Linked DNA regions of Hordeum vulgare: region 1 is linked to region 2. Evidence: chromatin contacts called from public Hi-C data. All regions are on one chromosome and are shown on one strand. Each heading gives the region's core, a stretch centred on a gene start, on an enhancer-like site or on the middle of the called end of the contact. The rest is flanking DNA. Distances are from core to core; before and after follow the strand shown.

Region 1 (2,700 bases), core at 12-2,511, 410 kb after region 2:
TTATAATAAACATGTAAGCCAAAAAGAAGTATAAGTAAACAAGTATAAAATTAGTCGTATTTGGATAAATTACTGAAAATAAAAATATAAGATGATAACTTTGATACTCTAATATGGTTGGTTGCAACAAAAATTATGTGCAGTTTATACGTATGAGAAGTATAATGTAAAACAAATAGAAAAATAGAGGTCACCTAAAAAAAGCAACAATAAAGACGTCTTGTGAATTTTCACTCCTAAACCCCGTGTGTTTTAATTAGACAGAATTGTTTTTCACAAACAATAAAAAAAGGGTCCGACCTTGCCCCAAGGTAACTACCCCTGACAATGAAAATCAATAGGACAGAGCCCAGCCCAAAAAAAAACAGAAAAAAGAAAACAAATGGGTAACGCAGTTGCACGAATCCTGAAACATCTAACGATCCAAGGGAGAGGGGGATTGACTGAGACTTTGCGAAGTTTTAGTCGACTGAGATTTAGCATCTCCATTTAAGAATTCACTAATAATTTTTAAACTCACGATCATATTCCAAATTTCGTGAACATGTTAAGAAATTTGTACTGATTTTCAAACTTATGAACATTTGTTGAAACTCGTGAATATTTGTTGAAAAGAAGTAAAAAATAATTTTTTTTTAATTTTTATGCGATATTACTACTCAATATTCTGGATGCTTTTTAAATTAAGAACATTTGTGAATAACTAGAATTCTGATGGAACCTTTATATGTTTTAAAAATTTTGATTTTTTTTTAAATCTGAGAACATTTTGCAAATTCATGAACATTTGTGAAATTTCACAAACATTTTTTTTAATTCGTGAACATATATTTAGAATGCTTGGAATTTTCGAAATATTTGAATATCTTTTCAATCGGTTTTATTCTTCTGAAAAAATAATGTTATAATTCAGGAATATTATTTAATCATCAAATATTGTTTGAAGCTCATAACCTTTTTCTAATCCATGAACATGTTTTGTATTTACAATTTGTTTCTTAATTAACTATTTTTGGAACATTTTTCAAATTGGTAAACATTTCAAACTAACTGTTAACTTCTTTGAATTCTGGACATTTTCCCTAATTTGTGAATATTTTTGAATTGCTGTGGACGTATTTGCAAATCCGTAAATAAAAATATTATGAAAGCAAAATTGAAAAGAAACAGACGGAATGAAAAAACCCTTGGCACCTTGACCCGGAATGGGCCAGGCGAAAGCGCGGGCGGGGGGTTTACAGGAGCGCCCGCCCTGCCCTAAGCACGAAATAGGGGAAAACCCTATTTGCCGCAAGTTGAGGCAAATTGCCGTGCCTTCGCACAGAGTGAACACGAGCAAAGATGATCTGGGCCGGTACATTAAGGGATGCCAGTTTGGGAACCTTCTAGACTTTCCCAGTCATTTTTTTCGGTTTTGGGAACTTTCTAGAAGATTCCCTAAACCGGTTTTTCTTTTTTTTTCGGTTCCTTTTTTCTTTTCTGTTTTTTTTTCTGTTTCTGTTTCAAAAATGTTCTGCAATTTCAAAAAATGTTCTATAATTTGAAAATATATTCCGGAATTTGTAAAAATCTCCTAGAACTTGAAGAAATGTTGCAAATTTTAAATATTTTTCCAGAATTTGAAAAACTGTTCCAGAATTTCAAAAATGTTCCGGAATTTGAAAAATGTTTCAGAATTTGAAAGAATGTTTTGTAATTTGGAAAAATGTTCCACAATTTTGAAAAAACATGCCGTAATTTTAGAAAATGTTCTGGAATTTTTAACAAAATGTTTAGGATTTTTCTGAAAAATATTCCCAAAAAATAATGTTCCAAATTTTAAAGAATGTTCGGGAATTTGAAAAAAAATTCCGGAATTAGAATTGTTTTTCCGGAATTTGGGAAAATGTTTTGTAATTCAGAAAAATGTTCCAGAACTTGAAAAAATATTCCGGTATTTCAAAATTGTTCTTCATTTTCTAAAACATGTTTTCCTTTTCAGAAAATTTTCGCAAGTTTAAAAAATGTTCGTTTTTTAAAAAGTGTACATAAGTTGAAAAAATGTTGCCGATTTTAAAATTATTTACAAATTTCAAAAAATGTTCTTTTCTAAAATAATTAGTCTAAGGTTTTCAAATGCTCCTGTTTTCAAATTTATTTGTGTTCTCATAAATTCTCCAGAAAGTCAAAATGATTTCCATTTTGTAATTTTATTCATAAATACAATGGCTGTTTAAGTTTCATAAATTCAAGAAAAAATGTAACCTTTTAGAAAAAAGAGAAAGAGAAACACAAAATAAAATAAGGAAGAAGAGAAAAAAAGAAAAAAAATAACTAATAAACAGAGGAAAAAACCGAGTTGGTTAATTGGCCGGCCCAGTCGCTTCGCTAGCGAGGACGGCCGAGTCGTTTCATCCCTCCTGTGCGAGCCATTGCTATTGGACGTGAAATGCGTCCAGTAGGAGGTCCCGGAAATAGGAGCATTTGTGATTCTTAGGATAGGGACATCCAGAGGAGCGGTGCTGGGCTGGCACAATGGGTATATTTGGTTCTTGTCCTGAAGGAAATTTGCCTAGCCGGAAGGCTTCTTGAGATCTCCGTGGACATTGTTTGGTTGGTGCGTGGATACCTGGATGTTGGAAATCTAGGTTGGTTGTAATGTGAGTATCATAGGTGGCATCATACATGTTAACTAGACAATTTTAATGTGATGATACAAAA
Region 2 (2,775 bases), core at 85-2,584:
AGCGAAGAATTTCTTAAAACGATTTTTTTTAATTTTGTGAACGAATTTTGAAACCGAAAACAATTTAAGAAAACATGAACGAATTTGTAAGCGCGAACAATTTTTGAAATACAAAAATGTTTTGGAAAACATAAACAATTTCTTAATCTATAAACAAATTTGAAAACAGGAGCATGTTACGAACATAGAACATTTTTTTGTAGGAAAGGATATTTTTTGAAATTTGTGAACAATTCTTGAAACGGGAACGTTTTTTGAATTTATGTACACTTTTTAAAGCAGGAACATTTTTTGAACTTACGTACATTTTTTGAAATGGCAAATATTTTTTAGAAAATGAAGAATATTTTTTGAACTTCTCAAACATTTTAAAATCATGAATAATTTTAGAATTGATGAACAAAATTTGAACAAGTTTTCAATTTGTGAACAAATTTTGAAAAAAGAGAAACATTTTTCGTAAAACAGGAACATTTTTTAAAAAAATGTGAAAAGAAGAACATTCTTTTTAAAACTATGAACTATTTATGAAAAAAAATCAAATATCATGCAGTTTTTTGAACATGAGAACAATTTTTGAAATACAACCATTTTTCAAAAGATGAACACATTTTGGAAGCACGGACATTTAAATATAAACTGTGAATGCAAGAACATTTTTTGAAATTCTAAACAAAAACTATAAAATGTCAAACAGAAAAATAGGAAAAGGAAAAGGAACAAAACTGAATGATAAAATTTAAAAGGAAACAATAACATATTTTGAAAAAAGGACATTTTTTAAAAATGGCGAACATTTTTTGGAAAGTTCGGACATCTTTCTAAAATCCCGAACATTTTTTGAAGCTAGGAATGTTTTTGAAAAACGGCAAATATTTGAAAGTTAGAACATTTTTATAAAATCAAGAGCATTTTCTCAATTTGAAGAAATTTTTAAAACATGAACTTAGGTTAAAAAATAATCATAGGAAAAAAGAAAAAAAAATAGAAGCCGAGAAACGAAAAAAGGAATAAAAGGAAAAAACCAAACAGAAAAAAGGACAAAAAAAATGAAGCAGAAACCGGAACAGCCTTCAGCAGAGGGAGATGGGAGTCTAGTTTGTCGCGCCCCTGTGCGTTTGCCCGACTATTTGACGCAAAGAGCGTCAAATAGGGTTTTCCATGCATACAAACGTGCGCGCAGCGTTAAATAGGAAACGCCCGCCAATGCAGCCTTAGCGAAGCCCAGCATCCTTGAACTAAACCACTGGCCCACGAGAAAGACCCACTAGGCCGCGCGAACCCCTAGCCCAGGGCTCTGCACCTCTCCACTGGTGTGCCTCGGTGGCGCGCCTTGGTCGATCCCCCAGACCCGCACACACCCGTTCGCCCCTGGCGGCGCCCCTTCGCTCCCCGAAGCATTTCCTCGAGCAGCTGGTGCGCGCGCGGAGCGGAGGCCATGGCGATGGCGAAGGCCAAATCCACCGCCCTCTCCGCCGCCGAAAAGTGCCGGGTACTTCTCGCGAGCATCCTCTGCGATTCGCTCCTCTTATTTTAGGCTCTGTCGCTCACTCCCTCTCGTCTTTCTCAGAACATCCTGGGCGCCAGTTGGGAAGCCCACCTCAACACGATCAAAGCCGACGCCAAGGGAAGGTGCGCACACCGGTTCCTACATCCTCAACATCTTGATCCATATGCTTGTGCGAGTAGCAGCTAAAATACTAAATTTTCTTGTTCTTGATTGATCTTGCTCGGGGCTGTGAGCAGCAAGGGGGAGGTTTACACGTCGAGGGTGCACTACATGGTCCAAAAGGGCATGCCCTACTTGATTGTCCCCGAGAACGACATGCACAACATTGTATTGCTCTGTATTTTTCTTACGATGGCTGATTGATTTGTAGTAGTGGTTGCTGTTATGTTCTGATGGATTGATTGTATGAAACGGCTGTTGTGTAGAACATTATAATCGATGAGCGGGGTTCTCTCTCGGTGTCCAGTCCAGTCCCAGGCCGCCTTGCCAGCTTGCTCAAGTCACTCAACAAGGTCGGTCCTTTTTCTATAAACTCAAATGCAGCACAATTTGCTGCATGGTTGCTTGATTGCCTTCTCTAGTATGAGTTGTGTCATCGTGGGTGGTGATATTGTTGCCTGGTGCAGTTGCCTCCCCGGGTTGCTATGACCGGTGATGTCCTGCGCATGAAGGAGACAAAGGTAAACCTGTTTTGAAGACTCCCAACATGGGTGAACATGTTTGATTGCCCAGTAGTAGTCAGCAGAGCAGTACTGATTGTGCTTCATACGCTCTTTTTAAGGTCCCGGTTATAGCTGAAAGCCTTAAGAAAGCTATTCTGAAGGAACATAAAGCTGCTAGTGAAGCTACTTATGGGGTTTCAACGGTATTGTCTTCCGCAAGTGCTAGTTGTAGGTCACGCAGCGAAGGTCTCCTCAGCTTGCTCAATGAGGAGAGCTCTTACAATATCTTGAAGTTTGAAATTGGGTGGGTAAAATGTCTTACTGTTTTCTAATATTCATTATCTATTCTTTAGGTTTACCATTGGTGCAGTTAATATCTGTTGGTCATCTGTGTAATTAGTTTAAAGGAGCTATTTGTGATTGCGGAGATATCTATATTGCAGCTCATGTGTCTTCATAGATTCACTTGGGAGCAGCCATAATATTGAGTTGGATACTTTTGAACCACCAAAAGCTGACCTGCTATGTGAGTTTCTACTTAATTGATTTCAGCTTTCCGGGTTTTGTACTTGACGCGATTGTATACCTTGATGTGACAATTGA

Evidence for each region. A called contact is a pair of places that touch in the nucleus more often than the background predicts.
Region 1: a contact with region 2 is called in a Hi-C map of leaf, with 4 times the contacts expected there. The contact joins the enhancer-like site here to the promoter of LOC123446648 in region 2. A contact is called at or near these places in 3 of 6 Hi-C or Micro-C datasets (leaf and seedling) and 1 of 1 datasets of contacts at active chromatin or transcription factors (embryo).

Annotation. Positions count from the first base shown.
Region 1 is chr4H:472,160,555-472,163,254 of MorexV3_pseudomolecules_assembly, forward strand. No RefSeq gene overlaps it. Among protein-coding and RNA genes, the nearest start is that of LOC123449012, 250 kb to the left of the region's middle. Within about 2 kb of position 1,262, at least 2 of the 3 cell types and tissues checked have open chromatin away from gene starts, as enhancers often do. A contact at or near this core is called in leaf, where this site is marked.
Region 2 is chr4H:471,755,175-471,757,949 of MorexV3_pseudomolecules_assembly, forward strand. It overlaps LOC123446648, which reads left to right and starts at 1,335. Exons shown (of 9, transcript XM_045123215.1): 1 at 1,335-1,492; 2 at 1,571-1,632; 3 at 1,747-1,837; 4 at 1,936-2,022; 5 at 2,137-2,190; 6 at 2,292-2,476; 7 at 2,616-2,698. The coding sequence starts at 1,439.